2 separate regions of the Muntiacus reevesi genome follow, and region 2 is linked to region 1. The links are chromatin contacts, called in public Hi-C maps. All regions are on one chromosome and are shown on one strand. The core of a region is the stretch at or near the end of the contact, and the rest is flanking DNA. Distances in the headings are between cores, read along the strand shown. Region 1 holds the start of NUP160 (nucleoporin 160). Region 2 holds the start of MTCH2 (mitochondrial carrier 2).

What was found. A called contact is a pair of places that touch in the nucleus more often than the background predicts.
Region 2: a contact with region 1 is called in a Hi-C map of blood, with 1.9 times the contacts expected there. The contact joins the promoter of MTCH2 here to the promoter of NUP160 in region 1. A contact is called at or near these places in 2 of 3 Hi-C or Micro-C datasets (blood and muscle).

Annotation. Positions count from the first base shown.
Region 1 is chr9:14,831,365-14,834,657 of mMunRee1.1, forward strand. NUP160 (nucleoporin 160) reads left to right here and starts at 2,040. Exons shown (of 36, transcript XM_065944259.1): 1 at 2,040-2,154; 2 at 2,425-2,536. The coding sequence starts at 2,055.
Region 2 is chr9:14,973,794-14,977,400 of mMunRee1.1, forward strand. It overlaps MTCH2 (mitochondrial carrier 2), which reads left to right and starts at 1,526. Exons shown (of 13, transcript XM_065944795.1): 1 at 1,526-1,712. The coding sequence starts at 1,626.

The sequences.
Region 1 (3,293 bases), core at 790-3,289:
CTTTTCCCCCTGCAAAGGACTATTCTCCCCCAAAATCAAACACCTACCCTACCCTGCGCTGTGTTCACTTGTGTCTGACTCTTGGGACCCCATCAGTTCAACTCAGTTGTCATGTCTGACTCTTTGCGACACGATGGACTGCAGCATGCCAGGCTTCCCTGACCATCACCAACTCCTGGAGTTTGCTAAAACTCATGTCCACTGAATCAGTCATGCCATCCAACCATCTTATCCTCTGTCGTCCCCTTCTCCTCCTTCCTTCAGTCTTTCCCAGCATCAGGGTCTTATCCAATGAGTCAGTTCTGCACATCAGGTGGCCAAAGTATTGGTATTTCAGTTTCAGCATCAGTCCTTCCAATGAATATTCAGGACTGATTTCCTTTAGGATGGACTGGGTGGATCTCCTTGCTGTCCAAGGGACTCTCAAGAGTCTTCTCCAACACTACAATTTAAAAGCATCAATTCTTCAGCACTCAGCTTTCTTTATAGTCCAACTCTCACATCCATACATGACTACTGGAAAAACCATAACCTTGACTAGACGGACCTTTGTTGGCAAAGAATCGTCTCTGCTTTTTAATATGCTGTCTAGGTAGGTCATAGCTTTTCTTCCAAGGAGCAAGCATCTTTTCATTTCATGGCTGCAGTCACCATCTGCAGTGATTTTGGAGCCCCCAAAAATAAAGTCTGTCACTGTTTCCATTGTTTCCCTATCTATTTGCCATGAAGGGATGGGACCAGATGCCATGAGCTTCATTTTCTGAATGCTGAGTTTTAAGCCAACTTTTTCACTCTCCTGTTTCATTTTCATCAAAAGGCTCTTTACCTCATTTTCACTTTCTGCCATAAGGGTGGTGTCATCCGCATATATGAGTTTATTGATATTTCTTCCAGCAATCTTGATTCTAGCTTGTGCTTCATCCAGCCCGGAATTTCGCATGATGTACTTTGCATGTAAGTTAAATAAGCTGGATGACAATACACAGCCCTGACCTATTCCTTTCTTCCTTTCCCAATTTGGAACCAGTCTGTTGTTCCACGGCCAGTTCTAACTGCTGCTTCTTGACCTGCATACAGATTTCTCAGCAAGCAGGTAAGGTGGACCTTACCCCAGGGACTTACGCCATTGTGACCCCATGGACTGCAGCAAACCAGGATCTTCTGTCCAGAGAATTCTCCAGGCAAGAACACTGGAATGGGTTGCCATGACCTCCTCCAGGGGATCTTCCCAACCCAGGGATGGAACCCTTCCCTCCTTGCATTGCAGGTGGATTCTTTACCGCTGAGCCACTGGGTAAGCCCCCTTCTCTACCCTACACACGACTGAAGTCGGAGTATCTTCCAAACACCCAAATCACAAATGGAAGAAACGGCAAATTCCTTTCACCTATGAAAGTGAGCAGCATTTAGGTAATTCCAGCAGGGAGCAACATCAATGTTTACCTGAATACATTGCGGTTCACTATACAAAAATACACGTATACAGTCTCTCGGAAAAATTCCGACGCAAAAGGGCACTCTGCCCTTCACTGCCCCCGCCCCCATCACCCGCCACCCCATCCCAAGGGTCGCTTAAGGGTGAATAAAAGGAGACAGCGGAGATTCACTGACAGACACGACGACGCACTGAGAGGTGACCGCACGCTCGAAACCCAGTAGAGGGCGCCCGTCTGCCGGGCCTCCCAGGTCCTCGCCCCTCGCGGCAGTCTGAGACCCGCGAACCGCGCCGGCGTTTTCAAAATGGAAACAAACCCGGCCCCGCCCCCTGCCGCGAGGCCGCCGGGAAAAATGGCACCGCCCCTTGGGGCGTCCTAGCGGGCCACGCAAAGGTTTCCTCAGACAGAGTCGGCAGACTTCCCCTAGCTTCTTCTCCCTCGGCTCCCTCCCTGCGCACCTGGTCTCCAGCTGACTCGGTGGACGCCTCACAACGCAGGATCCGGCCACCCTCGACCTCTCGGGGCTTCCCCACCTGCCCGCCCGCTCCGCCCCCCGGAAGTGACGACACCCGCCCGGCCCTGCTGTTGTCCCGTCGGGCCTCGCGGCGGCGCGGGAAGATGGCGGCGGCGGGAGCCGTGGAACGGAGCTTCGTGGAGCTCAGCGGCGCTGAGCGCGAAAGGCCGAGGCACTTTAGAGAGTTCACCGTTTGCGGCATTGGTACGGCAGCATCCCAGTAGAGCGCGATCCGAACCTTACCCTCGGGCCTCTCCTATGGCTTCCTCAATCTCTAACCCCTCCGTTACCCTTCTGAGCCCACATGCTTGTTAGCACAGGAATCAGAGCGACCTTAGTGTCCTGCTTCCTCCTCTTTCCTTCCCTTTCATTCTGTATGCGCTGTCAGTCCGTCCCCCTCTGCTTTCTCACCGACCTCAGTCCGTGTCATCCCCAGAGAACCCCGTGTCCAGGTTGACCACTCACCTTTTGCAGGAACTGCAAATGCAGCGGCCGGAGCCGTGAAATACGGTGAGAGCGCGGGAGGCTTCTACTACGTGGAAAGTGCCAAGTTGTTCTCCGTCACCAGAAACAGATTCATTCATTGGTAAGTGCTGTCTTTGGCAAACCCTCTGGAAGGTCGGGGTCGTTCGGCGGCTGAATTTTCGTGGCTGGCCCTAAGGTGTCATTCTTTTTCCGAAGTGGTTGTGGACAGGAAAAGAAATAAAGACTGCTTTCTATTTATGTCTTAATCAGTGGAGAATTAAGGAGACCCAGAGTTCTGGAAGAGGTACCCTCCCAGGCAACACTAAAAGCAGAAGAAATGTTGCATAGGGGCTAAAGCCCCAAAGACCAGTTTTCAAACATGAACCCATGATGTATTTGTAGAGCTTTACCGCTTCCTTCATTCTATGAGTGTGTTTGAGCCTTTACTTATCAGGCATTGCTAGGTGTCCTGGGGGCAGAGTGACTAACAAAAACAGTCGCCATTTTCATCATACAAGGTGTGGCAGTGTAGGGACAGAAGTGGATGTACCTTTCATGGGGCAGTTTTGAGAAAGAAAAAGGCGTTAAGCTAATGTTCATATGTAGGGATATCAATACAGATTTTTCATACTTGCCTCAGAGGAGAAGAATAGGGCTTTGAGAGGCTAATGGGAAGACCAAGTATTATTGGTGGGCTGGGAACGCCTAAAGTGAGTCACATTTAACCTGAGATTGGAAGGGTGAAAGGTCAGCCAGGCAAGGTGTCACAGGAGAGGGCAGTTGACCAAGTGGGATCACTATCTCCAAAATCCACAAGGTGAAAAGAATTTGACAGGTTTGAGGAACTGACTGAAGATGTGTGCGGCTTCAGTGCAAAT
Region 2 (3,607 bases), core at 276-2,775, 140 kb after region 1:
ATTTGGACCATAGGTTTCCAAGTCCATTCTCCCTCCCACTCTGTAAACTGCCTCCCTCGCACCGTGCTGAGTACAGAACAATATTAATTAAAACTAACATTTGGATTTCAATATACAGTTTTTAAAAATCTTATCCTATGCACAATTTCATTTAAGTCTCCATAATAATCCTGAGAGGCAGGTAGTAGTTTTAGATTTAGATACAAAAATTGAAAATAGAAGAAGATAAAATGACTTTCCAATCATTTTGATATAAAGGAGAACCACGACTGAAAATCAAGTCTCCTCTTCCTTCTCTGCGCCAGGTTCTAAGTGTTGTTTGATTTAGAAAGTATGAGCTGGGACTGAAAGGTTGAGGGCAATGCTGTTTTTCTTTTTTCCTCTAATAACCTGTGGCCTGGTAGTCACTGAAGTAATTGTTCGTTTATGCAATAAATATTTATTGAGCATTTCATACGTGAAATGCTAGACAAGGATCAAAAACTGTCCTGGCTCCTGAACTCACTGGGGGTCTATATTCTGGTGGAGGAGATTAAAAGATAAATTCCAGATAAGTATAAGTATTACAACATGCTGTGGTAGGAATAAAGGGGGGGGGGTTAAATTTAAATAGAGGTCAGAGAAGGCCTTTCGAAGAAGTTAACATTGAATGAATGAGTACATGAATAGCAACCCCCTGATGGGTTCATTATTCAAACTCCTCTAGGTTTTGCTGGTCATTAGATTGTTTATTTATAGTTGGACTATAAAGAAAGCTAAGCCCTGAAGAATTGATGTTTTTGAACTGTGGTGTTGGAGAAGACTCTTGAGAGTCCCTTGGGCTGCAAGCAAGGAGATCCAACCAGTCCATCCTAAAGGAAAGCAGTCCTGAATATTCACTGGAAGGACTGATGCGGAAACTGAACCGCCAATACTTTGGCCACCTGATGCAAAGAACTGACTCACTGGAAAAGACCCTGATGTTGGGAAAGATTGAAGGTGGGAGGAGGAGGGGACGACAGAGGATGAGATGGTTGGATGGCATCACCGACGCGATGGACATGAGTTTGAGTAAACTCTGGGAGTTGGCGATGGACAGGGAAGCCTGGCGTGCTGCAGTCCATGGGGTTGCAGAGTCGGACACGACTGAGCGACTGAACTGAAGTGAGATTATTTATGATTCTGACGCTGAATATTCTTTGGACCTTACATTGCTGATCCCAAAAGCTCAAGTGCAGAGGCAAGAGCATCGAAGAATCCTGTTACAATTCCTTTCATTCACCTGACCTTGCCTTGGGCCGACAGGGTCAGGCCCCATTGCCACGCCCATTCTCCCCCACCCGGAAGCTCTCTGCATGCGCAGGCGCAGGAGAAATGGTCCGTTCCTAGCGGAGGGCGGGGGAATCCCAGCACAGGACGCGTGCGCCCGGGCCGTAAGCCCCGCCCCGACGTCTGCGCCGGCTCGCGAGAGCCTGCCGTTTCTGAGGGCGGGGCGGTGGGCGGGGACTGAGCGGGGAGGCGCGCGCCGGAGCGTGCGTGCGCGCGCGCCGCGGGCGGGCCAGTGAAGCCGGCGGCCCTGGCACGTGACCCGGGACCGGCTCGGTCGCTTGGTGGCTCGGTCTGTCCGTCCGTCCGCGGGTGCCATCATGGCGGACGCGGCCAGTCAGGTGCTCCTGGGCTCCGGTCTCACCATCCTGTCCCAGCCGCTCATGTACGTGAAGGTGCTCATCCAGGTATGAGTTGTCGCCATTCCCTCCCCCGTTCGGCGCCCTGTTCGGTGGCCGCTGCCCAGGGCGCCTGAGGACCGGCTCCAGCCTTCCGGGCCTTCAGTCTCCTGAGATGCTGCTGCTCCTTCTTTGCTGCTCGCCCTTTCCTTCCCCGCAGGGACGACTCCCGTCGTCCGCGGAGCTCCCGCTGCCCGTGGGCCTTCGCGAAGTCTCGCCTTCCAGCCGAGCCGTGAGGCCCGCTCCTTTCCCGGTAGCCCAACTGCCGCCCTGCCTTGCCCTGCCCGCTGGTTCCCGTGAACTTTGTTTTCTCTTCCCCGAGGTCGATCCTGGCCGGGCGCCGCCAAGGTCTTCCCAACCTTTCCCCTCTCCGCTCCTCTGAAATGAGCGTTCTTCTCTTGTCCCCCGCCCCAAACGCAAGATGTGAAATCTGTTAAAGACAAATTTGAGATTTAAGGGGAGCCCACGTTTTGTTAACTTCTTCTTCTTTTTCCTCTTCTTCTTTTTTTTTTTTTTTTTGGCTACTATTATTGCTGCTTTTCTGTTCCAAGATTTTAGCACCAGATACCCAGAGAAAACACAAGGAGCTCATTCAGAAGTGATAATCAAGTGGTTGCTGAGTCAAATTTCGGAAGGATGCACTGAGCGCTCTCCAGCAGCAGCCCATGTGGCTCATGACAGTGAAAATCGCATCTGTCAGAGCTGGACATCAGTTCAGCCGAAAGTTTTGTTAGAGAGTTTTAAGTATATATATTAGTTTCTAATCTTCTGTGAAATAATTCTTAAGGGGTATTTTTTATTCACAGGCAGGTATGCCAGGTTTTAACTGATGATAGTGTTTTCAATTGCCTTTCTAGATTTCCCTGGACAGGTCTTTAATTTTTGAAACTTTGTTGAGTGTTGAGGTCATTACATCATGCATGGTACCAAGGATAGAAGCCCTGTCCCCACCACTCACTGTTCTGTCAAAAATAGGCATGACACTAGGGAAGTCCCCATTTCTTATTTTTCAGTTTATGATACTCATTCATACAACATGTTGACCCATGAGGATTCAGAACCTATAAATAAAAACTATTGTAAAATGAGTTATTTAAATTAAGAACAGTGGGACTTCCCTGGTGATCCAGTGGCTAAGTCTTGGAGACCCCCACCCCACCCACTTGGGGATTCACTGATCAGGCAACTAGATCCTGCATGCCACAACAAAGATTGCCAAGTGCTACTGCTGAGACCTGGCACAGCCAAGTAAATAAATATTTTTTAATTAAGAACAAAGGGAATTCTCTGGAGGTCCACGCTTTCACTGCCAAGGGCCGAGGTTCAGTCCCTGATCAGGGAACTAAGATCCCCACAAGCTGCATAATGTGGCCAAAAAATACAAAAAGAACAAATTTTTGAAATGTACTCTGACATCTAAAACAGAGTTGGCACATTTTTAGCTAGGTAGTATCTGAGATGAAAGCATTTTGCCATAAATCTGGTATAAGCCCATTACTCAGTCATTATCCAGGAGGCAGGGTTTTCTAGTGACAATCAGAACTGTTGCCTCAGAAACTCCTTAATCCTGATTGCACAACATCCTTGTGTTGCCAGGCGTCTCAGGGGTTTTGGTGAAATTCCCAAATACTCAGTTTTAAAAATAGTTGCACTGTGAGCCTTTCTGGAGTTCTTCAATTGAACAGGTTGAGAATTACAGCAATAGAGAGTCAAGACCATGTCCAACAGCATTCATTCACTTGAGAATCTCTTTGGCACTAAAGACTCTGAACATATTGTAGAGATAACATGAAGAAATTAACTCTAAAACGGCCTTCATTAGATTTTTCATGACTGTCTGCTCCTTTAATACAGACTTAGTTTATAATTGTTTCCCAAATGAATTATCAAGCTGTATCTGCGTT